Linked DNA regions of Mus musculus: all the other regions are linked to region 1. Evidence: chromatin contacts called from public Hi-C, HiCAR-type and HiChIP or PLAC-seq data. All regions are on one chromosome and are shown on one strand. Each heading gives the region's core, a stretch centred on a gene start, on an enhancer-like site or on the middle of the called end of the contact. The rest is flanking DNA. Distances are from core to core; before and after follow the strand shown.

Region 1 (3,826 bases), core at 816-3,315:
CATTGTGGCACGTTTCTTATTTCTTGATTAGAATAACCGCCGCCTCCAAATATTCCAGAACAGGCAGATGAGAAAGCAGAAAAACCGGGTGTTCTGTCCTTAAGAGATCGAGGAAAGAAAAGCAAATCGCGCCCTCTCCCACCTCTTTCCCTGAGCCAGGAAAGAGGACGTGGCCTTCACCCACTGGGAAGGAGCTGGGCAGCTTGAGCTGCAGCCCTCCGACTCTGCAAGAGAAGAGGAAGGCGGCTGGCCTCTGCCCTCACCGAGGGGGGAGGGTGTGGGCTGAAGGCTGGAAGTGGAGGGTCGGCGAGCTGCACACTGGTACGTGCAGTGATTTAGGATTGTCGAGTGGCCAATATTGTTCCAGCTTTAACCTGGCTAGAAAATAAGCGGGTCTGGGTCTGGATCTGGCAGGCACATTCAGCCTGCAAAAGGGCAAAGATGAAAGTAGGGAGGGCACGCCAGACAGCCAAAAAATCTGCCCGGACGCCAGAAGCTACCCAGCTGTCGACCCGCGCCCTGAACTTGGACCCAAAAGAAAGATACAGAAAGGGACCGTGAGCCCAGTGAAGCAGGGGTCTAGCGAAAAACTCCCTGCTCACTGCTTCCTGCTCTCCCGAGGCTCCCAGGCCCCCCGCGTCTAGGGAGCTGCCTCCCGCTTGCACTGAGGCGTAGCCCGCACCTCAGCCGGGAGCAAGGCTGAAAGGAGGCGGCCCGGCGACTACAACGCGGGCTGCTCCCCACATCCTGACTTCTCTGCAGCCAGCCTCCGCCTTCCATCCCCAAACGCCGCCCTCCCCCCTACAAAGGGTCGGAGGGATGCAAAGTGAGCCACGATTATGAGCTCCTTCTATCCCCGCAGAAGCAACGGGAGCACCCCATATTACTCAAACCAACAGAGCATCCTTCCCACAGCCAATCTCCCCAGACATCCTATCGTGCAACTATAGCCCTCCGGATCAGCTCCGGATCAGCAAAGCAAGTCGCCTTCCCCCGCCCTCCCATACTCCAGATGCTTCAAGCTTCCCAAGCCACAGTCAGAGCACATCTCTGAGTCCCCAACCCTCCCTTCCAGCCCGCCACTGCTTCTGCCCTCTCTGACCATCAGCCTCCTAGAACACTGCCGGAGCCAATGAAGCAGAGCTCTCTTTCCTCCTCGGTAGCCCGGCCCCCCTTCACCCTCTCCGCGGTCCCTAGACTGGCGCCCAAGCTCCGCGCCCCGGCGACAACTCCGCATACCCCGCGCGCCGGCCAGAGACGCGTCCCATCGGCGGCCCTCACTCACCCGGGAAGCACACCACATAATGAAGCACAGAACTGGTGATTTTCAGGAACAAAATCCACCAACACGGTTCCAGTAACCTCCGCATGTCCGAAAACGCACATCGAAAAGAGAAAGGCAGGGGGGGTAAACTTGTTGAATAAGTTCTTGCTTCCGAGCGAGGCTCCGCTAAGCCTGGAGGCTTTCACGGCTCGCCCGCCACACGGGGCCCCCCACACTCGGCCACCGGTCCCGCTGGAATCCGGGAAGCTGCCAAGCGCTCCCGAGAAAACCTCAAAAAGTGACCGGGAATGCAAAGCCAAGCTAGGGACGATCCTCTCGGAGGAGAAGGGCTGCTTTCCGCTCAGACACGATCCAGCCGACAGGCAGGGCGAGGAGAAGACGCACGGCGGCAGAGCCCGGGGCCCGGAGCAGGCAGGGACCGCGGGTGGCGGTGGCTAGCAGCGGAAGAGCCCCAAGTTGAGTCGGCAGCGCAGCGCAGCCCGAGAACCAGCGGGCGACGGCGGGGCTGTGCGCGGCGCGGCGGCTCCGGGCTTCAGGCGGGCAGCTCCTTCCAGGGCCCCGGCAAGGAAGGAGGCATGTCTGCGAGCCTGGAAAGGGAGGGAAGCGGCGGGGCGGAGCGCAGAGCCCCCCAAAACACAAACGGCCAGTGGAGCGCAGGGAAACACAAAGGATCTCAGAGGGGCGCCGGGGCGAGGGCGCCTTCAGTCCATGCTCCTGAAAGTTGTGGCTCCGGCGCAGGCTGGGGAGGAACCGAGAGCGCGGGGCTGGAAACTGGCCATGCCTCCATACAGGAAGTAACATGTGAGCATGGATCCTGGCAGAGACTTTAAAGCCGGCGAGCGGGCGAGCGAGCGAGCTGGGGGCGCGCGGCGGCGGGGGCGCGCAAGCACGGGCGCGCGGTGACGCGCATCCCCGAGCTGCCGCCGGCGGGGGCGCGCGTCTCTTAAAGCGGCCGTGCTGGGCTCCGGCTTCCAAGGACTTGCACTACTCTCCTCTCCAGGCGTGCCTAGGGCTATGGGTGTGCGTTTAGGGGAGCTGGTAACCCTGAAGACAGGGAAGAGACCAGCTGCCATCCAGGGTCGGCATGGCTTTGCTCCATTTTCGAGTTCTTAAAGACGAAGTACGGATTCGGAGAGATCCCTGACCTCGTTCATGGATCCGGAACTTGGGGGAGGGGGAAAGGGTGGTCTGGTTGGAATCTGGGGGAGAGGAAAGGACCAGCAGCTACATTTTCATGGAGAGGGGACTTCCGTAAGGCCTCACCACCTGGACGGTGTCTTGACGGGGTGCACCTCCAGCGTCCCTCTCCTGCTGCGTTCCCGGGCTAAGAGACAAAGCCCAGCGGCCTTTGCACTCAGGTTTCATTGAGGTTTTTTTGTTGTTGTTGTTTCCCCTTCCCCCTTTCCGAGCTTCCATTGTTCGAATCTACCTCTGGGAGATAGGGAAAGGGACGGGAGTCCATCCCAGGCTAGCAAAATCCAGCTCCAGGCCCACATCGGCTTTTCCCAAACCACGAAGGTCTGTCGTGGACTTTTCCCCAAACTACGAAGGTCTGTCGCGGAGTTTTCCCAACCCCCGGATTCGGGAAGAAGGTGGCTGCAACTTGGCCTGGTTAGGCAGAGGGCAAATGAAGTGCGCCTCTCACCCGGGGCAGGGGAAAGCAGCACCCCGGGGCAGGACTGGTTTCCCGCAGCCGTCCTAGGAGACACGGCTTAAGTAAACTACAGGGAGAGGCATCCGGGGGAAATGCAAGGGCTAGGTTTATCTGTAATGAGTTTTGTCCCTTGGCTCTCACAGAGATCTTTATCGCTTGGGCTTTTCAGCAACCTATTTTTTCCTCCTACGTTGGTGCTAAAAGAGGGGAGGCAGGTTTTGGTTTGGGTTTTTTTTTTCCATCAAATTTGTAATTGAGCCAACGTAATTAGCCATTTGTATTTTTTTCATAGTTGTTCTGCCACTCTATGAAAAGGATATGGACATATTTTTAAAGTGTCCCCTTGCCGTTTCATCGCAACGCGGCACTGTCCCACACCCACCCAAACATCTCAACCGGATGTTCTTTCGGTTTTCAAATACTATACAGATGCTCTGAGAGTCTGTGGCATTGTTTAGGAAAGCAGTCTCGCACCCACAATTCCAAAGGAAAAACCTCTGAAAAGTTTGGGGTGCAAAACTAGTAAATGCCAGGAAGTTCCTGGAACGGGCCCCCAGATCTATCTTTAGCCAAACCCCGCAAACACCCTTCCCGTGCTAGGCAATGAGGCCAATCTGTTTGCTTTGGAATTTGACACTTCCTGGTTTTGTTGCACTCGAGGGTCGCTCTTGAGTGCTCATGATGACCAGTTCCCTTGAAAAATGGGTTGGAGGGATGGATATCCCAGTGCCAGTCAGAGCGGGATACGTTAAAATGACCCTAGCACAAATGACTGCCTCCTTCGAGGTGACTCCGTATTTTAACACTCAGTCGGTAGGACTTGAATCACACAGAGGTCGGCGACATCATAAGTGTTGCCTGTTGGGCAACCCTGAATTCTTTCTATA
Region 2 (3,826 bases), core at 642-3,141, 920 kb after region 1:
AGTGGAGCAAGAGAGCAAATGATCTTATTTCTAGTTTTAATATTTTACTATTGTGCTTCTCCAATTATTTGCAAATGAGCTACTCAGCTCATATAGCTCATATACCTCTCACAATAAGGGATCTCCTTAGACCTTGCTGAGATAGAGATTCTGTTTGAGTAGATTTGCAAAGATGCCTTAAAATCCACATTTTGAATAAGCCTCAGTGGATGCTGCTGTTGCCTGTCCACAGCCTGTGACTTGCTTTGAGTCAGCAAGGATATTCTAAAGAAGACACAAGTGTCCCAATAAAGACACAGCGTCCCTTCCCCTGGGTATCAGACCATTGAAACCATGGATCCCAAAGACTGCAGTTCCCCAAGGAATCTTATGATAGATGAAGGAAAGACTGGGTCAGCCAGAGGAACATATCTCCAGGAGAAAGAGTTACAATTTGTTAGACTACGTAGCAGGAAAGCATAGACACTGACTGGTCAATGTGGCAGGGTCACATCTTGACTGGGACTGTTTAGTTAGGCATACTGTTCGTGTTATATTTAAATTTCACCTTCCTGCTAGGGCCCCAAGAAGGATTTGGAGCTGGGAGGTCACTGAATCTTTGTCCCTCTTGGTCATGTGGTCACATTGAATCGATCCCCATTCTCTGATGTTACTATTAATATGCATTTTTAATGAGATTATTGAGAACAGTGGCCTAACCTGCTTCTTAGGCCTGCAAAGGCAGTCTCTGACCCTTTCAGTGACAAGAACACTTGAGAGTTAAGGGATCAGGGAAGAGAAATAACTTAAGATGCCCTAAAATGGAACCTGCACCTAAACTTTTATCAGCCTACAAACTTGAAAGCTAAAGCCTATAAAGGTTGTACACAAGGCTGAGAAATTTGGATTTTTTTGCAGTTGACTCTCACTGGAAATCTGCAGAGAGGAATCTGATCAGAAAGCTTAGATTGTTTTGCTGGGATATCTCAGGACAGAGTGAGAATAGCCTGCATGTACAAGGTCTTGAGTCCCATTTCCAGCCATGCAAAAATAAAGAATCAAAATGAAGAAAAAAGGAAAAAGAAATTCTCCATGGCTTCTTATAGCCAGTCTTTGCTATGTTGTGGGCTCTTCTTTACCTACCCTTTATTTCCATCCCCTCAGTTTCACCTCCTAGCAGTAGACAGGAGAGAAACAAGGATAGAAAAGAGGGGTGAGAAAAATTAGAAAATCCCTCAATCTAATTTCTTTCCTTTTGTTTCTTCTTTGACCACAATTATTGTCAAACCATAACTAACTCCCTAAACAACCAACAACCACCCACACATTACCTCTTGGGGCCCTCACACTGATATACTCTTTGAAATTTTCCCATAATTCCAAACATCAAGCAATCGAAGAAATCATCTGCAGCTGGCAAAACTATGCTTCTTCTAGAGCAGGAGGCAAATCATGTCCAGCTGCGGTAGACAGTCTGACGCAGCCCCACATCCTACACCTGGGACTAAAATGAAAACATGTTCTTATAATATTGCTGTGTTTTTAAAAGAAACCAAAATTCCAGAATCCTCAAGAATGTCACTACAGTATGTATTTCCTTAGAAGTCTTCAGTTTGTTCTTTTTAGACTGGACTAGGGAAAGCTAGATTATAGAAAAAGCAAGAAGAAAAGAAGCATCCAAACTCCGTCAGTTAATTGAGATGCTTTATTTGATCATCTGCTTTGTAATGAAGGCAATAATTGGCTCTTATTTAGTGTTTCCTGCCCAACCATCCCAAGGCACTTCACTAATAAGCATCATCTTTCTTTTAAAGCCAGTGAGGTCCATGGAGAGAAGCTGAGGGACTTGATGCAGGGGGCAGAGGCGGGAGCTCCCTGCTGGGCATGTGCTTTCTGCTTTGTCAGAGTTTGGGGACATGCTTGAGCGTTTCCATTAACCACCTGACCTGTGCACACCAGCATTTCCTTGAATGTGCTCAAGGCTGGCATTTCCCCTGCATGCAAAGCAAGGCCTGCATTACTAGAGGAGAGCTTAATCTGAGAAATCCTGTAAGAGAACTCACTCAGCTGTGTGTGACCCAACGTGTCCCAACCTCACCTGACCCTGAAGTAACTCTGTGTAACCCATAGTGTCCCGACCTCACCTGACCCTGAAGTAACATTTCTCTTTTCCTTCCCTATTCTCCATTCCTTTGACTAATTTTTCTGTTGGTGAGCTTCATGATGTGCTGGCTTGTGTTCAGACATCCTACCGTTCAGACATCCTACCGTCTTTGTGTGTACTAGGATCACTTGCTTAAAGCTCAGTGCTTTTCAGGAATGACTGGAAGATGACATGTTGTCATTTGGGACAAAAGGGTAGCCTAATGATTGTTTTGTCCCATCCCCTTCAATCAGCAAAATATACCCCCCTACTTCAGGGCTTTGCTAGAAGGGAAATTACTGATTTATTTGCATGCTTTCCTATTTTCTAGAAAGAAAAGCGATGCTACTTTTTTTGTTGTTGTTTCCAGATGATCAATTATATTTTGGCAGCCATAGAATCTTCCTTTCCACTACATTTCAAGTGAAAGCAAGATCCCAGGAATAGGATTCTAACCAGACATGACATTTACACTGAGTCATTTTTTTAAGTTAAGTATATAACATGAAACTTTGAATGGCATTCAAAGATCTGAGTCAATTTGGTGATTTGAACATGAACTTAGTTTGTCTTTTCTCTTGAAGGATTTTGTATAAGATGGAAAAAATAAGACCTATGTCTGGTTAACTAGCATTCATATAAAACCAGAAAATTCTGCCTAAATACATTTCAAGATGTGGGTGGAATAGCATCCAAAGTTGAGAGCCAATTTTATCCTGACAGAGTGAAAACAAGCACGCTAACAGGAAAGGGCGGGGAGCTGAGTTTTTCTAAAAGTCACTGGTAATTTTACAAGATGAATTTATAGCTGGGGAATAGACAGTGACTAAATGGTGGCTGAGTTTCCTAAACAGTCAGGATATGCACTGTCTTCAATATTTTTACAGTTGATTTCTTGTAGATAGCTATAGCATTTGAGGGCTAGAGAGATGCCTTTCATCTTTTTGGCAGGCCCAGAAGTAACCATGATGGTCCTTAAAAATGCTTAGGTCTCTGCTCGAGTGATCTTGATCAGATAAACCTAGTTCCGCACTTAAAAATATGTTTCTAATTCTTTTTGGAGTGTGTATCTCTGTGTGTTGTATATTTGTGTATATGTACTTGTAGTGTAGGAATGCATGCACATAGGTTCATATGTGAACTTTACTCAAAAACTTTCAACCTTTATTTTTAAAAATATTTATTTACCTGGAGCGGTTATAGGGATGGCTCAGAGCTTAAGAGCACTTGTTGCTTTTGCTGAGAACCAGAGTGGGTCTCCCAGCACCCACTTTAGGCAGCCGACTGACACCTCTAACGGCAGTTCCTGTGGATCTGATGCCCTCTTCTGACTTTCACGGGCACAGCATGCCCATGGCATTCATATTTCACGTACAAACACATAAGCTCTCCTTCTGGCTCCTTTTCTCTTCTGTAGTAGGCATGCATCTGTAATTGTGTTTATTATGTAAGTATTGAGTCTATTTACCTTTTTTTCTACATGCGGATTAAACTCAAGAGAAGAGTCTGTGTGTTTATTACATTTTAATTTATTTTGGTTTTAGAATTTTATACATGCATTTACATCATTTTCACCCACTCCCTCTCCTCCAGACTCCAACTCCTCCCATATGGCTCCTCTCTTCTTCTCAAGTAAGTGTATTCTCTCTCTGGCCTCTCACTCCCCCTTGCCTCTCTCAGTCCCCCTTCTCTCTTCCTCCACTC
Region 3 (3,826 bases), core at 695-3,194, 790 kb before region 1:
TGGTGGTGGATATTAAGGAGACAGACTCATAATTGCTGAATTTGAGGACAGTTTCAGAGTTTGGCAGGATGAGATTATTAGTCTATCATAGACCATTTCCACTGTCACTTCTCCTTGGAGATCTCTGTCTGTTGGCCCCCACCCCCACCCGTTCCCCAGCTATACTTTTCTTTTCTCTACCTGCTCCATCCACACCTGATCTGAAATGGCCATCGGAGGAGACACAGCTAGATAGGTGGATGGAAGGAAAGAGTTTTGCCGAGGATAGGATGTTGTTCGGCTGCAGTCCAAACTAGAGCTTTGCTCGTCCGTCTGGCGTTGGATGGACAGTTTTCCCTGGGATGGGTAGTAGTGGGCCGGGGATCAGATGGACACTCAGCTGCAAACGGAGAAGAGGGTTTGCCTTCACCGGCACTTTCCCCGGCTCCGCTGATGCTATATCTCTGGAGAAGGAATTGACTATCAAACCCTCAACCCTGTTTGCTCATATTATACCCACCGTAATCCTCTTAAACTGCCTTTGCGGCTACAAAGCTCTTGGTCTTGCAAAAGCCGGCTGGCAAGATATAATTGTCCGACGAACAAAAACAGCCAAAAGTTTTCAAAAACCCCATGCACAGCCCCTCTTTTCCCTAAACCTAATTCTCTCCTTCTCTAGCTAGCCCCCCCCCCCCCATAAGAACCCTCAGCCTCGACCACTTTTGTTGTCACCAAGAGCACCCGGCCTGTTGAAAGTGCTGGAGCTTCTTTGAGCAGTTTGTTGTGATACGCAGGTGGAATGGTCTGCAAACATGAATTCAGCCCCTCCAAACCCAGCGCCGAGCGCTCTGCTTTTGTGCGCCCGGCACAAAAACGCTGAATTCCTCCGAACTTACTTGGGGCCTGTCTAGAAAAGAGCCTTTTCTTCCCTCTGCTTGTACCTCTGGCCACACTAAGTCTTTGCCCGCCCCCCTTCAGACCCCCTCCTTCTCCCCTCTGATAATCCTTCTTTTTATTTTAGAAAAACACAAAACCCGGTTCCACGCGGTGCTTTAGTGGCTAAAAGTGAAAGAGCTGCCTTGGCAGAATTCAGCTCTATGAATCACTTCGGAAAATTGGTTCGACTGAATGGCCTTAGGAGGAAAAACGTTTTAATAGGATCCAGGGGAGGTTCTGCTGTTTCAATCTGCTCCTTAAACAGGTGGAGATTGGACCTTCTCAATTATACAAACAGTAAGTACCCAACAGCGGGAGAGCTGCCCTCCGAATCCTCCCCGCACGCAGCCCTAAACCAGGCGCAGAGCCTGCCTTTGCCTCTCAAACCCGATCACAAATCAGCAATTCGGATCGATTAGCTTCTCAAAGAGCCCTAGGCCTCTCAGGGCAAGAATCCCCCAGCCCTACTGAAAAAGTGGGCCAGAGAGCTGCAGGCGCACCCACCCTTCCCCAGGTCCCCAGGACCCCGGCACGCCGCCTGCCCTCCCGGACTCTTCGAGGTCGTCCTTAGGCGGCGGGGAGCTCTCTCTCGACCTCCGACGCCAGCCAAGGCGAGCTCGTTGCTTTTGCATAAATTAATATTTCCCCATTAACAAGTTCCCCCCTCCAAACGCGACGCCCGCGTCCATGCGCCACATCCTAATGAGGTAATTATCATTTGCGCGTGTTCGGGGCTGGCGCTGGCTCCGTAGGTAAATGGCAGTTTATTAGCACGGTGCCCAGTTCGGCTGCGCAGGGCTAAGGGATACTTTGGTGATTAGACGGACACCAGGGGCCCTTTGAGGTAGCGCGTCGGGGACACCCCGCCTTCCCCGCGTACCCTAAAACTGTAGGCCCCCCAAAGTTGTGAATCACCCAAGGAACTCTGCCTAGGTTTGGGTTTGGGCGGCCCCCACCTCCTTCCACCGGCAAAACCATCACGATTCTTCCCCCTCCCCCCTCCCTCTCTTCCCTCCTTCCCGATTCGCAAACCGCTCGCACTTTCCCGAAGGGAGCGCGGGCGCTAGTTGCCTCCTTTAAAGTTTGAGGGGCGGTGGCGGCGGCCGGCAGGCGCGGGGGAACGCAGGGTCCTCAACGGGAGTCGCGCCGCCGCCCATGTCATTCCACTTCAAGTGACTTCATGTGATGTCAGCTGAATGTAAAAGACAGTGATCTCACGCGGAGGGGAAGATGTTTGCCATCAAAATGTGACAGAAGAGACACGCTGCATGGCTCGGAACGCATCTCCTTGGCGGTGGGGGAAAGAGGTAAAAGCGAGGTGGTTCTTCCGGCCCTCTTTAACTTTGCTCTTTCAGTGCCCAGTTCCCAGCACGCGTGGCGAAGGCCTGGGTCCAGGGAAGGGCTGGGAGTGTTAATTTGAGACTCCTTTCTTCTACCCCTTCTCCTTTCCTTTGTACAGCCTCCCCCTTCTTCCCCCTTTCATAGTCCCAGGGCAATAGCTGGTGGGTTCCTTTGCGCGCCGGGTTAATGGGCGGTAATTTGGTACCCTTGGGTGCACTTTGTTCTGCTTCTGTTCATTTGAATGCAAATGGGTGACCGGGCCGACTAGGTGCTTATTAAATTGCGGTTTCCCCCCTGCCTTTTCCGGAATGCAGACTTAGAGGAGAGAGGCTGTGCCCTGGCCCAGCCTGGCCCAGCTTGGCGCGCCATGGCCAGCTCAGCTTCCCTGGAGACCATGGTGCCCCCGGCCTGCCCGCGCGCTGGAGCGTCACCGGCCACTTCTAAAACACTAGCTTTCTCTATCGAGCGCATCATGGCCAAGACGTCCGAGCCCCGAGCGCCTTTCGAGCCCCGGCCTGCTGCGTTAGAGGCAGACAGCAGCCAGAGCAAGAAACTGCTCAACCTCTGCTCGCCGCTGCCCTGTATGATCCCTCTCCAGCCTCTAGGCTACGAGGTGCCGTCCAAGACGCTGCTCAGTTACTCGGAGTTCTGGAAGAGCAGCCTCCGGGCGGGCGGCGGTGGAGGAGGAGGCAGCGGCGGGGGGGCCCCAGTGTGCGGCGCCAGCGGCTTGTGCAAAACCAACTGTGGCGTGTGCTGCAAGGCCGAACTGGGCCTCGCGCCTTCTGCGCTGCCCGCCGGCAGGGTCATCAAACCGCAGGTCATCAACCAGGCTGTGGGGCTGCCTGCCAGCGGCTCTCTCTACTACTTCAACTACCTGGACTCCACCGCTTACCCACCTTCGGAGCTCCTCGGAGGCCACCTTTTCCCATCCGGCCTCCTCAACGCACAGGCCCCCACTTCCCTGGCTGCTCACCCCAAGCTTTTTCTGCTGGAGAACGCCAAACTGGCCAGCCTGGCTGCGGACAAGTTCCCCCACCCAGCTTCCTATCCCCATAAGGAGCGCTTGCATGCGCCACTGGAGCAGGTGCTGAAGGAGAACTCGGCCTTGACAGCTGAACGAGGGGGAGTCAAGAGCCACAGCAAACTACCGGGGGGCTCTACTGACAGCAAACCCAAAAACTTCACCTGCGAAGTGTGCGGCAAGGTGAGGCCTACGGTTCTGGGGGGAGGGAGCTAGTAGCCCCTGACTTTCTTGGGCTGCCTTGTACACCTTTCTCTCAAGCAGAGGAGCTTCCCAATAGCTGCGCGCTCCGTTCGATGCTCAGTTGAGCCTCAGTTTCCTATTCTGTAAAATGGGGCTGTAAAATCGCCACACAGTTGACAAAAGGACTTGCTGGCTTCAGATGGGATGGTTGGTTAAGGGAGGTAAATTGTAGCCTCCGGGCCTGATTCTAGGCCCTTGGCAGACTCAGCCTAAGTTCCGCTCTCATCCTTCCATAGGTGTTCAATGCTCACTATAACCTCACCCGCCACATGCCTGTCCACACCGGAGCTAGACCGTTTGTGTGCA
Region 4 (3,826 bases), core at 960-3,459, 730 kb before region 1:
AAATAGTGTATTAGATAGCCAGAGAGCCTGGTAAGTAATTAAACAAGAGGAAAATCTGAGAGCCCACAAATAGATGAAGATTAATATTAACTATAAGATCATGGCTCCCTATACAGTGTGCTGGATTGAGTGCAAAATGATGAAAGACAATGGCATTAGAACATTCTAGTCAAGTGCAAGGCCCATAACTATACAGGTCACACTCCATGAGCATAAAGCCGGCTCTGGATAAGGAATTTCAAGAAGTCTACTGAAAGCCAAACATGGAGTTGGAAATATGGCTCAGAAGTTACAGGTTCTTGCTGCTTTTCTTAAGGACTTGAGTTTAGTTCTTAGCATCCACATAAAGCAGCAATCAACTGCCTGTTAGTCTTAGCTCCAGGGATTCTGGTGCCCTCTCACCCTCTTCTGAGCTGCCTGGCCATCTGTAGTCACACACACACACACACAACACACGCGTACACACACACACAATTATTTAATTGAAAGTATTTAATAAAGGTTTAAAATTTTTACTTAAAGAAAAATAAGAGCCAAGAATGGTGGTAACTATCCTTACTCCAAGCACTCATGAGACAGAAGCAGTAAAATCAGGGGTTCAAGAACAGTTTTAGTTGTGAAGAACGTTCAAAACCAGTCTGGGTTACAGGAGACCCTGTCTCAGAACCCTTACAACCACAAAGTTTCTATTAAAATCTAATTTGAACTTTAGAAAGGGTGAAGGAAGGGAACATTTTGATATTAATATATAAAAATAAATAGCTATGTGGATGTTTAGAACATAATTGTGTCGTTTACTCTCATTCTTAAGAGACAATGAAGTTATCTACAATAAAATGTCCTGTCAGAAAATGATACTTTCACATTTTTGTCTTCCTGTGCATGTTTCACTAATAAAGGTAACATACACTCTGTATTTGAAGTATCTTTTTCAAAAACTTACATTTCTTCATGTCTTTTAGAAAGGTGAATTTCTTGAGTAAACAAGGAAGCCATCTTTAATCAAAGCTGGGCTATAAGTTTTCTGCTAAATAATAAAAACATTTAGTTATCTTTACCCATGTGTTCAACTGTGCGATTTGGTTTTAGTACTGAAACAATACATTAATTCTCTCAAAAGAGAAAACTGACAATTTTATGTGTAATGTGAAAGAATGCACTCAAGCACATTTTTATTAATTTTTTTTTTTTTTTTTGCATTTGTCAAATTCACTCAAAACACCATGGATCAGGTAAACTCAAGACGCTTCATATCTGCTACCTCCACCCAAGCTCTAATCTTAAACAGAATTTCAACAAACAAACAGCCGGCACTAAGACTAATGGACATTTTAACAGAAAGAAAAAAAAAAACCTAAAAATTCAACACACACTCATAGACAGAAAGGCAAACACGTCTGAGGACCAACTGGGAACTCATGGTCTTGCCTTTAGCGGAAGACTGCTCAGTGCTACCATGACCCTTCCAAACAGGGGAAGTATTTTTACATGTGTAACTTAGGAAAAAGTCGATTAAGTCTGCCCGCCGCGTTCTAGCAAGTCAGCACTCGCGTTTGGAGACTTCCTATGGCACACTACACCAGGCACCACTCCCCTTGGCTAAAGTACTTGCACAAGTATAGATGGTGGGCTAATGACGTGCTCTGAACGCGCTAGGCTGAGCACACAAGCTAAAGGTGCCCCACCAAAGGGAGACACATCCAACACTGACATTCCGTGAAGGAGACTTCCCTAAACTTTCTGAAATTAAACGCCGCTCGCTCAGGATCGGATGGCGACCGGACGCCCGAGCTCTGGGTGCTCCGCACACTGCACAGGGGCCTGCCCGGCCCTTCAGCAGGCTCCTTCTCCGCCCAGGGCCCACCTCACGCCCGGCTTCCTCGCCTTCCTCCCGGCGAGGTTTGCAGCCGACCAGGGCAGCGTCCAGGCGCCCCTGGAAAGCCACTCCTGCCGCCTCTCTTCCTCTCCTTCGGGAGCAGTTCAAGAAAAACTCTGCCTTTTGAAGCGAGGAAGCGCCCAACGGCCACCCCAAGTCCCGCCTTTCGTCCCAGAAAACTCTGGAAAACCTTTCTGGTCACCTGGCTCCCCTCATTAGCTTCCTCCTCATCCCCCCCTTGCCTCAGGGGCTACGGGCTGTGACCACACTGCGCCCACCTCTGAGCTCTTCCGGGAACGCGCCATGGACGACGCCTGCGCAAGACCTGGGCGTGGTCAGGCAGCCATGTTTGCGTACTTTACGCTCCTGACGTCAGTCAGAGTCCCAGCTACTTGGCTTGGCTTGGCTCTGGCGCGGGTTCGAGCACCTCAGGGAGATGAGACTGTGGAAGATTCCCCAAAAGGGGCCTTAGAAACCTGGAAGAAGATGTGGTGATAGCTCAAGCTTTTAAAAAGTGGTCTCTGCATATGTTATAAAGTCTTCGGGGAGTACAGTTGGCTTCCTCCCTGTAACATATTCCTCCTTTGGAATGTTCCAGTGGGGGGGGGGGGGGGGGAAGGCGTGAGTGTTGTGGGGACTATCCAAAGACTTGTCATTAAGTTTGTTCATCCGAGGCCTGCAGAGCAGCCTCTAGGTCGCACACAGATCAACACAGCAAGTTCACAGCCTTGTGTTGTTTAGCCCACAGCACTCCTCCCATGTGCAGAAGTGTACCCTTACGCTTCATTTTATTCCTTGAAATAACTTTGTGAGCGAGTAGTTCTGTTTATTCTTTGCTTATAGATAGAGATATGGAAGAGTGATAAAGTCTTAACTAAGAGTTGCACAGCTGGTAAAGGGTAAACAGAACACATTTAAGTGAGTTTTTCCTCCTAGGTTACCTACATTAAATGTAGCACCGAATTTAGACACTTTGAACTCAGTGTGTCCTTTATTTTGAAAGCCTCTTTTCTACACACTTAGGTATCTTCACTTCTTTACTTCTAGGGCAAGGTCTCACTATGTAGACCTGGCTAGTCCTTTAAATCACAGGACATACCTCTGCCTCTCTGCCTCTCTGCCTCTCTGCCTCTCCCCCTCTCTGCCTCTCTGCCTCTGGTCCTGGGAGTAAAGGCATGGACTATGATACTTGGCTCTTCCTATCTTATAATGCTACTCTCTCAATAGAGGTATTATTTCATTCTCAGTGTGGGACTTCCCACTTCCCCAGCCACATTTTTTTTTTCCACAACAAAAGAACATTTTGTGTTTTGTAAAGTTCCCTTTAAATTTTGGTATGTGTTTGTGTGTGAGTGTGTGTGTGTGTGTGTGTTGGGATGGTATGCTACAATGTATATAGGTGTCCTCAAAGGGCAGAATAGAGATTTAGATCCCCTTGAGACTCTTTATTTGATTGTTGTGATGAGAACTCTTGTCCTCTGTAAGAACAGCCAGAACTCATAACTGCTGGATCCATCTCTCTCCAGCATCAAGAAAAATATTTTTGACTTTGGTTTCCTATTGTGCATTTTCTAACTGGATGAGTGAAATTTCTCCTGATTTTGAAGCACTGTAACCTGTGCTTGGCAGATCTGTTGTTAAACTGCTTCACACCCTCCCTCTTTAAAAATAGACCCTTGAATGGTTCTGTGTTCTGGGCTCTCCCATGAATAAAATAGCCTTTGCATAGTCACAAAGCATTCTTGTTTGTTTTATAGAATTTCAAAATAAATTTTAACTATTTTTGGACTATGTGAACAGACAATCTAACTATTAAAATGTTTTCATGTTTATTAAGACAAACTTTATGTACCCTCATGCTTTGGGCATGTTTGCATAGCAGTACAATTGGGAGAAACTACAAATTTTCCTCAGAGCCTCTCCTTTTTGAGTCATTGTCTGCCTTACTGT
Region 5 (3,826 bases), core at 799-3,298, 650 kb before region 1:
GAGATGTACTGGGCTGAATCTCCTCCTCGGAGTTTTTGGGGGAGAGGCCATCTAGAGGGCATGGGAAGGCCCGCCAGCCTGTCTTTCTGTGGTACCATCCAAAGAAATACTACCTACATGTCCTTCAGTTAACCCAACAAAGAACTCCGGAAGAAAAATCCTTTGAACCTGGTATGTTAAGGGGACTGACCTACAGACAGTGCAATGCATTAAGTCATGACTAGTCCAGAGCTGTTACAATCCAACAGAAAGCTGGTCCTCAACAGAGGTTTGCTAAGCTGTGCCATCACCATCTTGTCTTTGGCCATTAAATCTGACTTTCTTTCAATGCAGGAACCTGTAGAATTCCTTTGCCACACTTTCAGGCTCTTATCTTCTACCAGCTCCTGTTCTCATCTCAGCCTTAAACCTGTGCTCTTCAGAAAGGCAACACGTTCCCCCACTATCCAAACCCATGGCCTTTGCTCAGAGCCCCTTCCTACCACCCCACAGTTGGCCTGTACAATAAAATTCATTTCAGGCACAGGGTCATAAAGTTTAAAAAAAATCGCTCAACCCCTTTTATAAAAGGATTTACTTAAAGTTACCTTCCTTCCTTCCTTCCTTCCTTCCTTCCTTCCTTCCTTCCTTCCTTCCTTTCTTTCTCTCTCTCTCTCTTTCCCTCTCTCTCTTTCATTCTTTCTTTCTTTGTTTTTTCGAGGCAGGGTTTCTCTGTGTAGTCCTGGCTGTCCTGGAACTCACTGTGTAGACCAGGCTGGCCTCTAACACAGAAATCCGCCTGCCTCTGCCTCCCAAGTGCTGGGATTAAAGGAGTGTACCACCATCGCCCGGCTAACAGTTGCTTTTCTTGATAAGGATTGAAAGCACATTTCTTAGCCAGGTGGTGGTGGTGACAAACACCTTTAATCCCTGCACTAGGGAGGCAGAGGTAAGTAGATCTCTGAGTTTGAGGCCAGCTTGGTCTGCACAGTGAATTCCAGGAGAACCAGGGCTACACAGAAAACAAAAACAAAAACAAAAACAAAACAAAAAACCCCGTCTTGAGAAACCAAACCAAACTAACCAAACAAACACACGTTTCTTTAACATTCAAGACCGAACACACAGCTCCCCCAAGGTCAGATCCTGCCACCGCTCAGTCCTTGTGCAGCATGATGTATCTTTCCAGGGACTTCCCTGTTCCACATCAGCAGCAGTCACTGAAGTCTCCATTCGTGACACAAAACAATGGGGCCACTAGTCCCTCAGCGCATGGGCTCAGGTGGCCAAGATTTGTGTTCTCAATTTAAGATGAACAACCGGTCCACATTTAGCTCAGCAGTTAATTGGAGCAGAGTCCATCCCCAAAGGATTGTGGCAAGGGCCTTGGGCCTCTGGCCTCATCTCCATGTCCAGCCTTTAAACTTCTGATCCCTCTAACCCCTGTGTATTAGCCAGCACTGTACTTTAAGAAGCCTTCTGCTTTGTGATTTTAGGAGCTGGGAAAGAGGTTCTGATATTAAACAAAACAAACAAAACAAACCAAAACAACCAAAAAGAAAATCAAGCCACTCTGGGAAAGCCACTCTCCAGGAAGCCCAGTGGACAAGACACACTATGATTTTCACAGTCTAGAGAACCTTTGAGAGATGCAATGTCCCCATCTTTGGAGACTGTTCACGATTTATCTGGAGAAGATGAAACACTGGTTTGCAGCTTCACCTCTGGACAGAGACTCAAAATTATTCAAGTGGGCTGTTTCCAACCACCGCCCCCCCTCCCCCCACCAGCAATTGCATCCTTAAAATATGACAGTTACTCACTCCATTTTTTTTTTTAAACCCCAAGATTCAAAACCCAGCAGAGGCAAGGGGAACTGGTACTGAACTAGCCAGTCAAAGCTCACAGGGCCTCTCTAGACGTAACTGGAGAGGCTCAGAAGTGCTAGAGCGGATTGGTTTTAGACCATTTCCTTTTCATTTCTCTCTGGTCGCCTCCCAGCACCACCAAATGGAACGGTTCTAATTCGTCACTGTACCTTGCACACAGACAAGGACTAGTTAATAATCACTTATTTTACCTCGCCTCACTAACTCTGAGCATGAGGGGGTATTCTCACGAAGATCAGTGATTTGCTAACTGGAGGCTTCTGTTTAGATGCTGAATAGGCTTTCTGTAAGCCAAATTTGGGACTAAAAAGGTTGTGTAACGGAAAGATCATGTACTCCTTACCTACACATGCAGGAGAGGCCCCCAAACACGTGTCTTATTTTATTTTTTTCCAAGGCACAAATACACGGCAGTCAAGGACACCCTTGTTTCTTTTTCTTGCCTCCAGCTCATTACAGGACACTACTTTCACGAGTCTGGAAGCTACTGGGGCTCACCAAATGGAGTTTGACAGCAATGGTCTCAACCCCCTGCTGCTGCCATTTCAAAACCTGGCCACCTAATATCTTGCTTTTTGTATGGATAAAGTTTTTCAACTTTATAGTGAGGTCGTTGAGAAATGAGATCTAAGAAATGAGCAACATAATCCACTGTGCTAAGCAAGCAGTGACTGTGGATGTCCTCACAGTGGGTGGAAATCTGTGACGAGCTTATACTCCCTGACCATAATAATGGGTTCATTTTAATTACTTATTTATTCTTCCTATTACACAAAACTTCTTTTTTGGCCCTTACACCGTCAGTTACTACCTCTGTTTATAAAATAGCCTTATTCTCTCACATGGCTTGTTACCACATTTCCCTTTTAGCAAGGTTACTAAAATAGAAAATGCTTTTGTTTACAAATCCTTCAAAGCTTTGGTAAATTTTAAAGGTCACAGTATATCGGCCCCATGATTCTCCACTCTCTGTCACTGCCTTCTAGTTTTCTTAGAAGTCTTCTGATTGAAGTAACTCAGCGTTCAGTTTCCCCAGGTGGAGTCAGGAGGCGCTAATGGAAGTTTCCTGGCCGTGTCTGCTTAGCTTCCCCAGCGCACAGTACTGATGCTAGGTGATTAAACCCTTAACCCAGCAGATTAGTGTTTCTAGGATAGAAATAGAGCACAAATAAATGCCCAGGATTTGTTCCCAGGCAGGATTTTGATACAGCAAAGCCCATCTTTAAGTCAGATCAAGTATACAGAGGTGTAGCTGATTATTTTGAATAATTAAATGGTGTCAAAACCAGCTGTGATGAATAGCACTGGGGTCTCAAATCATAAATAATTGAGAAACCGGAGTTGCATTTGATCATCCTGATCAAATTCTGTTCTCTAGAGGATAAATGTTTGTCCTGAATACCATCAACATTGTTAAATGCCTCAATATTGTTGCTCAGTCATCCAGCCAACAGCCAATTGAACTAAATCACTTTAACAGCGCACACATTTGCTGTCCTCATGAATACAAAATATTTGACTTAAGCCATGTTCTTTGTCATAGAACAGGCACCTTTTGAGGTCAGCATCCAATAGCAGCATTAGATACTTGACAAGCATCCGTTCATTCCACAAAAGCCAAGTTCTTTCTCTCTACCACCGTTGCTATCACTGTTCCCAATAAAAACCTAAAGCCAAGCCAAACCAACCAACAAAACAAAACAAAAACAGCACAAAACTAATAACAAAGAACCTCAGAGAAAAACTTTAATTTAACCTGGGATGTCAATATAATTGCCTTTCTGATGGCCCATGGAGATCCCAAATTTGCATAGAGGCAGGGGCTCTAGTCCCATTTTTCTCATTGTTCATGCGAGATAATTGCACCTCAGAGCTGTATCCTTCATGGTCCCCACGTGATGACTTCCCATTCCTTTATTTGAGCCCCATATCCAATTGTGCGAGAAGAGGTGGGGTGA
Region 6 (3,826 bases), core at 506-3,005, 550 kb before region 1:
GACCCTACCTACCCTAAATGTGGGTAGCTGGAGGTCAGTACTGAATAAAAAGAGGGAAGGGTGAAAGAAGAAAGCCCGCTGAGTGTTGGTATCTCACCCATCCCTGTTTCCTACCTAGTCAGCTAAGACAAGCAATCTCATGACTGCCACAGCTGTGAGCAGCCCCTACTGTAACGACATCCCTAATATAATGTACTGTACCTTCAAACTGTGAGCTAGATAAACCTTCTTTCCTTGCCAGTCAGAGATCTGGTCAGAAGAAAGGGAAAGGTGGTATCATTCAAGACCTATCCAGTTCCAAGTGGAACCTTGACAGGGCATGCCTCTGAACCTAAAAATATTGGCCATAGAAAGAGGCTTAGAAGGAAGAAAGAAAGGGAGAGAGAGAACAAGTGTCTCACACACACACACACACACACACACACACACACACACACACACACAGAGAGAGAGAGAGAGAGAGAGAGAGAGAGAGAGAGAGACAGAGAGAGAGACAGAGACAGGGACAGATGGAGTAGAGAGAAAAGAGGTGAGAGGACCCGTACTCAAATAAAGAGTAACAATAAACTGATACAATGATCCTGGAATAAAGAGTAACAATAAACTGATACAATGATCCAGACAATAGCTCTGTGTAGAATGTAGTGCATGCTGCAAGGTGGAATCTATCTGCGGTTAAACAGCTTCAAAGAAGCTGTCCTGGGAAGTGAAGCCAGGCATCTGAATGCCAGGAACGACTCAGCTCCGACCAACTGCAGGACCTAAAACAAATTAGATGAAAACTGGAGGGATGGGACATTTTAGGGCATGCAAAGCTGCCCTATAGATGCTGAGGTAGGCAGGAAGAATGTAGTGGATGAATTGTGGCCATGTCTGTGAGGTGCTGTTTTTTGACTGATTACAGCTATGGGAGGCCAGGTAGGTCTAGACTATACAAGAAAACCAGTACACATGAGGAAGAGTAACCCAGCCCAGCAGCAGTGGTCCTCCAAGGTTTCTGCCCTGACTTCCTGCAACGATGAATTATGATCTACAGTGTAGGCCAAATGAACTCTTTCCTCCCCTAAGTTGCTTTTGGGTAGCACAGAAAAGCAAACGAGAAAACTGCAGAGTGCTGCTTCAGCTCACGAAGAAGGAAGCTGGCTGTAGACGTGGGCTGGGTGTTGCCCCCTTCCGGCTCATGTGTTGATCAAGTGTCCTCTAAGCCTTCTTATTTGTACATGCACTGTGTCGTGGAGGACACCAGTGTCTATCCTACAGCATAACTGTGGGGGAGAGAAGACAGATGGAAGTCTAGCCAGGGTATGTTCAGTTAGGGAAAGATCACCTGTGGGTAAAATGTTCATCTGAGAACTCCTACCCTGCCTCAGCCTACCCCGATGGTTTCTGTTAGATGCTAAGAGGGTCTAAGCTGATGATGTTGCCTTTCTGTTGTTATTTGTTCTTTTTCTTGGATGCCTCTAAACTGTAAAATCACTATAACAGTAATATCTCCTAGGAGAAAATTTTTATTATCCTTTCCTCTTTTTTTTTAGTACCCCTTCTCTCTTTATCTTTTAAAATTTAGATTTACTTATTTGTTTTATGTAAGTAAAATTGTCTCCAGCTACAGCAGTCAAGGGCGTCAGATCCTGTTACAGAAGGTTATGAGCTGTAGCCTCCTATAAGCCTGAAGCAGGCTAAGCCGGAACTTGACCTGGGTGGAGCCTTCCTCCCTAGATCACTCTATTGTTCTGCCACTGCTGCTGTTCTACTTCAAGGTACTGCTACCTGCTGAGAGGCCCTGGAGCTATTCCGGAGACTACGCCCTATCGGTAGTCATCACCTGCAGCTGATTCCAGGCTCCAAGGATGAATTGGCGGGAATGGACCCCCTCCCCTGCCCCCCACTCTTTTATAAAGCGTGTCTGCCATTAAAAATTTGAACCTTGATCAGAACACTGTCTTGGTTTCATCTTTTTCCCTAGTTTCCCTCTTTTTCAGCGGCGGCCTGCTATTCAGGTGTACCTGCCTTGTGAGCCGCTGGATGGCTCGCAACAATGAGCCACCATGTGGTTGCTGGGAATTGACTCAGGACCTTTGGAAGTCAGTACTCTTAACCACTGAGATATTTCTCCAGCCCCGAGAATTTAGAAAAAAATAAAATAAAAAATAAAAAATAAGGGACCACTCTGTTCTGCCAGACACTCTCTGTTAGGAACTCCAGCTGACTGCTTCAATGGGGGCTTCCTCAGTCAGCTATGCTGCATGTTTTTATGTACCTGACTGACAATGTTTTGCTATCTATGTATCTGTCTATCTATTCATCTATTATCATGTAACTACCTTCTTTCTCTCTCTTTCTTCTTTCCTTTCTTTCTAACTATCCATCACCTAGCTAGCTATCATCATATAATCACCCATTTATAATTATACTTAATTATCTATCATCTATTTATCAATCATGTATCAATCTATCTAACATTTAACTATCTATCATCTACCTATCAGTCACCTATCTATAATTACCTGTCATTATCGTCTAGGTCAGTATCTATCTACTTAACTATCTATCAGCTACCTATTATCTATCTATCAGCTATCTATCTATCTACCTACCTACCAATCATCTATCAATTTATTGAGCACTTAACCATCTAGCTATCATCTGCCTTCTATCACTTGCTATTTGTTCTGTTACTTTGGCTTACTGTATATTTAATAAACATACTCATTTAAAACTGAAAATACAGCAAATGAATGTCATTCTCTGGACTAAATGGAATCATCTTATTATCCACCCTACCAGACTTCTAAGATTATAAGCCTTTCTTTATAAATCAGAGAGGGTTCTAGCTTTTATCTGCATCTTCAGAGAAGACCTGAACTTAAAATGGAGACAGCCCTCTTCATTGCACTTACAGATATCTTAAAGCTATCGAGGTCTTGCTATTGATTTGCCTCATTTCCTCAGTAGCTTCCACCACAGCTCCCAAGACATTGCTGGTGGCCTTCAAGGCTTTGAGCCACCCACCAGACACAGCTATATGCCTGGAGCCACATTCTTCCCACAGTTTGACCGTCTTACACTACTCACACAGAATATTCAGTGTAGACACAGCATAACTTCCATATATCAGAAGTCTAGGTACCTGGCAGAAACTACAAGAATCCCAGTAGAAAGTAAATGTACTAAAGTCAACAAAACTACAGTATCTTCTACAAGAGATTCTAAAAAAGACATCCTGGGCTATATTTTATGTTACACAATATCCTATTTACACACCAAAACACTTTCACAGCATTCAATACATGCAGAGGTCCTGTTGCAACTTTAAGTGATTTGATCCTTAAAATAACTCTATCACGTTAGGTCCATTATATGGACCCAATTCCCAGAGTCTAGAATGTCGAACCAGGGAGTTAAGAAACAAGTCATCCTAATTTCCTAGCAGTAGACAGTTCAACAAAGTATGCCCTTTTTTATATTTGTGTGTGTACGTGTGTTTATGTTTCTGTGGATGTCTGTGAATGTTTGCATGTAGAGGCTTGATGTCAGTCTTGATGTCACTCATTAGGCAACATTCATCTTGTTTTATGAAACAGGGACTCTTCCTGGCCTGAAACTCACAGTTAGACAGACTGGCTAGTCAGTAAAGCCCAGCATGGATGCCTGCCTTTGCCACCTGTGCACTTTGATTACAAACACATTCTCTCACACCCGATATTTTGTTTTTAGCATGGGTTTTGGGGATCATTTTCAGTCCCTCATGCTTGTACAGCAAGCACTTACTTCCCTGACAGAGTTCTCTCCACAACCTAGAAGTGACTTTAACATGCTTGGCCCA
Region 7 (3,826 bases), core at 617-3,116, 530 kb before region 1:
CTGACTTCCCATGCTGCTTTGCTTATGGTCTTTACCACACCACAACAAAAGAGACTTAACTAGGACAGATGTCAGCCAGCAAGTCCCTGCAATCCTCCTGTCTCTGCTCTCCAGTGGTAGGGTTATGGGCGTGCAGAGCTACACCTGGATTTTTATGTAGGGGATTTGAACTCAGTCTCCGCTCAGTCTGCAGTATTAAACTCTTGCCAGAAATTCATGAAGGGGGTCAAGAAGGGGGTTCTTCTTCCCCATCAGTTTCTGAACGCTATGGCCCAACTGCCCTTCCTTTCCGTAGTCTTTCATTCAGGACTCAGAAATACCATGTTTCTAGGATACAGCCTAAAGCCTCGGTTCTGGGTGCTCAGGTGTCTTTCTTCACTTTTGGCATCTCTACATCATGTTGTCTGCTGGCTGTCACTGCTGTAATGGGATTATGAAATGTGGGATCAGAGGTGCTGAGACATTTTAGCACCCTACATCACAAGGAAATCAAGAAGGAAAACGGGGACAAGCTTCAGAAGGAGGCAAAGCACAAGGCTCAGGGAAGGGGGATTGGGGGAGGGTATGGCAAAGCTATAGGACTTTTCCTGACATGTGGTTTAAGAGTAGATTCCAGTTCAGAAGTGGAACTATCAAAACTCTTAAGAGCTGAAGACAAGGCTCACTGACAAGAATACCTGTAACCAGAAGGATCTTAGCTCAAGTCTAAGAACCCACGTAACAAAAGCCTGGCATGGCTGCTTGGGCTTCTAGCCTCAGCATTGGGCTGAATATGGACATGAGGATCGGTGGTTTGCTGACTAGCAGCCTAGTTTCAGGCCCAGTGAGAGACACCACTCTGAGGGAATAAGGTGAAGAATAACAGAGCCAGACACTCACATAGGCATGTAAACCTACATACATGAATGAATAAAATGTACCCAAAACATGTTTGCAAAGAAGACACACTGTCGTGTGAGAGTTTCAGTCTGACTTAATGGCTTTCTACACAGTGTCGCCATATCTTTGGGTTACAGAAGCCCTTGTCCAAGGGGAAGGCTTTGGCCCTTGGTCCTCATCTCACTTTCAGCACATGTAAGATAGACCTCTAGGACTAGCTGCCATGGGCAGATGGAAAATTCCTTTTTGCAGCAGCCCCCAGGGAAGAATCTATGCAAAAAGGAAATACAGACATAAGTGCTAACAGAATTTGAACTCCCCTGTCATGACTTTATTATTGGTAACTGGCATTCTTGATGGTTACTAGTTAATTTATGAGTTATTTATCTTCAGAAAAAGGCACAGATCTACCGGACATCAGACTGTGCCAAGATGGGCTTTCTTACTGTTCACATAGGCAGTGACCTGTGTTCATGGGCATTCCAGTGTCTTCAGTGTGGTGGTCAAGTCCATTTCTGTGGCTTTCAGTTCATCTCACTCCTCCACAGAAGTGGAGGAGAATGTTAGCAGAGTAGGCATTCTGCAAATTATACTACCAAGGGTCACATGGGCTTCTGTGCCTTGAAATGTGTCTCCTAGCAGCTGATGGTACGATACCACCTGCTCCATCTAAGCTAGCCCTCTGCAAGGGGTGCAGGCTCTTGGAACAAAAGCACAGGTGAAATTCTAAACCCATAAAGCTCCACCTGGAGTCTTAAGCTACAATGCTCAGTCTCACAGTAACATTATCATGACCTTTGAAATAAAAGAGAGAGAAAAACGTATGTTATCTGGGGGAGCCTGGGGCAAAAGAACAGTGTACTGTGAGCTCAGTGCCTGGCCTGGAAGTTTCTCTCTACTCTGTGTGGCAGTGTTGAACAGCTCCTACTCTCCCTTGGCAATACCCCCACGATGCACCACAATGCCCCAACAATAGTAAAAGCTTCGGGGAGAGAGCAGGGCCAGCTGTTTCCCAGCATAGCGAGAGACTTCAACCAAAACACATTAGATGTGACCTTTCACCTTTGCTTTTTCATTCCCTCCAAGCAAAAAGCTGCTCCAGGCACTGCATTTACAAAAGACTTAGCATCCAGACAGGGCTGTGTAGGGACTGCTGTAAATCCCTGCCATGTATGCAGCATGAAAAGTACAAGACACAAGGCATACTGGATCAAAGGGATGCCAGACTGATCCTTGGGTAAGAGAAAATCCTTTTCCATGAGCAGAAATCGCCACTGCTTGCATTAGGAAGGCAGGCAGACTAGGGAACTAGCTGAGAGGTGGCATGGCTAAATTATTTAAGTGGGGCCTGGGGGTAGCTTTCTGGTACAGCACTTGCTGTATGGAGAACTCCTTGAGTTTAGTGCCTTTAGCACTGGGTGAGAAAAGAAGAAGGTAAATAAGATATTAAAATGACATGACTTGGAGCCACAAGTCATGGCCTGCAGGCTGCATGCAACCCCAGGATAGCTATGAATGGGGCCCGACACAAAATTGCAAACAAAATACTACAGATTTTTTATTGGTATTTAAAAAACATTGTATTACATATATCAACTTCAACCAAAACACATTAGATGTGACCATTCACCTTTGCTTTTTCATTTCTTCTATCTATCTATCTATCTATCTATCTATCTATCTATCTATCTATCTATCTATCTATCTGGTGTATGCCTGTTCTTTGATGGTATGTGTGCTGGCGTCTGCACCTGTTTGTGTGCACATGAGGCATAGAAGCGCGTACATGCATGTCTGTGTGTGGGGGTGGGGGGGGGTAGAGTGTGTGTGTGCACAAGCATGCGTTTGTGAGGCATTGGATAACTTCCTCTGTCTCTGTGTTCTCTGCATTATTCCAATACTGGTCTCTTGCTGATATTTTTCATAAGGGCAGTGTTCAAAACGTCCCAGAGATCTTCCTGTCTGCACTCTCCACAGGGCTCAGGCTAGAGGCACACACGGCCATGTCTAGCTTGTTGTGAGGTTGCCGGGCATCTGAACTCTGTCCCTCCATGGCCTCTTATCCACTGAGCCATCTCTCTAGCCTTGTGACTTTTCTTAAACCCTGTGTAAAGTTCTCATATATAAACTTTGTAGGTGCCAATGTTGTGGCACAACGTGAAAGGGTTGGATGTGCCTGCTGTAGTATTTAGAGCTGACAGGTGAATGGATGGGCACTGTTCTTTACCTGCTTACATGGACCCAGCTCTCTACTCTTATTCATTCAAATGAGTACTGAACAGCCATGGGCGGCTGGGTTGGGACTGCTCTAGGAAGACCTGCAGTAATCCCTAATTCCCGGTACCTTGGTTCTTAGAGTGGCTTACACTGATGCAACAGTATGAAGCAAAGCAACTGGGGTGCTTCTCTGATGTGGTTAGAAAAGATACTAACCCCAGCTAGATGTCTGGCATCGGTACTTTCTTCATAGTCATGTTGGAGAAGCCTACACCACCAGGAAACACAGGTAAACTCTGCCATTGGCTAAGAGCAGAAGTGAAGTTCTCCTGAAGGCGCAACCTTGGCCAACAACCACGGCAAGCTTAGAAGTAGATCATTTTGAAAGTGACATGTCAGGTGACCTTGTAGCCCCAGCTGTCACCTGGACAAGTAAGAACCTTCACAATGGGTGTGTGTCATGTATTTAAGCTGTTAGACTTGTAGTAATGTGTTATGTCACAACAGACAACCATATGACAAAACTGGAGTGTTAACTAGGATATGCCACTGAACAAGCTATGGCACTCTGCTTGTATAGTTGACAATCTTGTTCTGTCTGAAAGAGTACAAGAGGGACCTTACTATCACACTGCCATCTCCCTTACCCTGTGATACTAATTCATTAAAGGTACTTGAGACTTGGTAGTTTCCATCCTTCTTGTCTTGCCCCTTTGCCAACCTTAGCTGC

The links. A called contact is a pair of places that touch in the nucleus more often than the background predicts. HiCAR-type assays count read pairs that join an accessible place to other places. HiChIP or PLAC-seq counts read pairs in DNA pulled down with a chosen protein or histone mark.
Region 2: a Hi-C map of cerebral cortex shows a contact between it and region 1, with 2.5 times the contacts expected there. The contact joins the enhancer-like site here to the promoter of Ptprg in region 1. A contact is called at or near these places in 2 of 39 promoter capture datasets (cranial neural crest and hippocampal neurons), 2 of 484 Hi-C or Micro-C datasets (cerebral cortex and palatal mesenchyme) and 1 of 115 datasets of contacts at active chromatin or transcription factors (forebrain).
Region 3: a contact with region 1 is called in a Hi-C map of embryonic stem cells, with 5 times the contacts expected there. The contact joins the promoter of Fezf2 here to the promoter of Ptprg in region 1. A contact is called at or near these places in 2 of 39 promoter capture datasets (both in embryonic stem cells), 12 of 484 Hi-C or Micro-C datasets (B cells and embryonic stem cells), 12 of 115 datasets of contacts at active chromatin or transcription factors (astrocytes, embryonic stem cells, kidney and 1 more) and 1 of 9 other capture datasets (embryonic stem cells).
Region 4: a HiCAR-type map of astrocytes shows a contact between it and region 1, with 2.9 times the contacts expected there. The contact joins the promoter of 3830406C13Rik here to the promoter of Ptprg in region 1. A contact is called at or near these places in 2 of 39 promoter capture datasets (hippocampal neurons and liver), 1 of 484 Hi-C or Micro-C datasets (embryonic stem cells), 3 of 115 datasets of contacts at active chromatin or transcription factors (astrocytes, embryonic stem cells and stem cell-derived neural progenitor cells) and 1 of 9 other capture datasets (adipose tissue).
Region 5: a HiCAR-type map of kidney shows a contact between it and region 1, with 6 times the contacts expected there. The contact joins the enhancer-like site here to the promoter of Ptprg in region 1. A contact is called at or near these places in 3 of 39 promoter capture datasets (embryonic stem cells and liver) and 6 of 115 datasets of contacts at active chromatin or transcription factors (astrocytes, embryonic stem cells, kidney and 2 more).
Region 6: an H3K4me3 HiChIP or PLAC-seq map of embryonic stem cells shows a contact between it and region 1, with 31 read pairs. The contact joins the enhancer-like site here to the promoter of Ptprg in region 1. A contact is called at or near these places in 8 of 39 promoter capture datasets (the HPC-7 cell line, embryonic stem cells, liver and 2 more), 8 of 484 Hi-C or Micro-C datasets (the N1E-115 cell line, embryonic stem cells, liver and 1 more), 24 of 115 datasets of contacts at active chromatin or transcription factors (SST interneurons, a colorectal cancer cell line, craniofacial prominence and 13 more) and 2 of 9 other capture datasets (embryonic stem cells and pancreatic islet).
Region 7: an H3K4me3 HiChIP or PLAC-seq map of neural tube shows a contact between it and region 1, with 6 times the contacts expected there. The contact joins the enhancer-like site here to the promoter of Ptprg in region 1. A contact is called at or near these places in 4 of 39 promoter capture datasets (embryonic stem cells, liver and second pharyngeal arch cranial neural crest), 2 of 484 Hi-C or Micro-C datasets (muscle stem cells and nephron progenitors), 14 of 115 datasets of contacts at active chromatin or transcription factors (craniofacial prominence, embryonic forebrain, embryonic hindbrain and 9 more) and 2 of 9 other capture datasets (adipose tissue and embryonic stem cells).

The regions. Positions count from the first base shown.
Region 1 is chr14:11,551,792-11,555,617 of GRCm38.p6, reverse strand. It overlaps Ptprg (protein tyrosine phosphatase, receptor type, G), which reads right to left and starts at 2,065. Exons shown (of 30, transcript NM_008981.3): 1 at 1,286-2,065. The coding sequence starts at 1,370.
Region 2 is chr14:10,630,061-10,633,886 of GRCm38.p6, reverse strand. It overlaps a transcript of Fhit not described here. Among named protein-coding and RNA genes, the nearest start is that of Fhitos, 110 kb to the left of the region's middle. Within about 2 kb of position 1,891, at least 10 of the 459 cell types and tissues checked have an H3K27ac peak or open chromatin away from gene starts, as enhancers often do.
Region 3 is chr14:12,343,983-12,347,808 of GRCm38.p6, reverse strand. It overlaps Fezf2 (Fez family zinc finger 2), which reads left to right and starts at 1,944. Exons shown (of 5, transcript NM_080433.3): 1 at 1,944-2,222; 2 at 2,571-3,460; 3 at 3,757-3,826. The coding sequence starts at 2,624.
Region 4 is chr14:12,282,586-12,286,411 of GRCm38.p6, reverse strand. 3830406C13Rik (RIKEN cDNA 3830406C13 gene) reads right to left here and starts at 2,209. Exons shown (of 5, transcript NM_178141.3): 1 at 2,155-2,209; 2 at 944-1,027. The coding sequence starts at 996.
Region 5 is chr14:12,200,668-12,204,493 of GRCm38.p6, reverse strand. The region is part of intron 16 of Ptprg (protein tyrosine phosphatase, receptor type, G); the gene reads right to left. Among named protein-coding and RNA genes, the nearest start is that of 3830406C13Rik, 82 kb to the left of the region's middle. Within about 2 kb of position 2,048, at least 4 of the 459 cell types and tissues checked have an H3K27ac peak or open chromatin away from gene starts, as enhancers often do. A contact at or near this core is called in kidney, where this site is marked.
Region 6 is chr14:12,105,545-12,109,370 of GRCm38.p6, reverse strand. All of the region lies in intron 6 of Ptprg (protein tyrosine phosphatase, receptor type, G), which reads right to left. Among named protein-coding and RNA genes, the nearest start is that of 3830406C13Rik, 180 kb to the left of the region's middle. Within about 2 kb of position 1,755, at least 18 of the 459 cell types and tissues checked have an H3K27ac peak or open chromatin away from gene starts, as enhancers often do. A contact at or near this core is called in embryonic stem cells and stem cell-derived epiblast-like cells, where this site is marked.
Region 7 is chr14:12,080,466-12,084,291 of GRCm38.p6, reverse strand. The region is part of intron 5 of Ptprg (protein tyrosine phosphatase, receptor type, G); the gene reads right to left. Among named protein-coding and RNA genes, the nearest start is that of 3830406C13Rik, 200 kb to the left of the region's middle. Within about 2 kb of position 1,866, at least 9 of the 459 cell types and tissues checked have an H3K27ac peak or open chromatin away from gene starts, as enhancers often do. A contact at or near this core is called in neural tube, where this site is marked.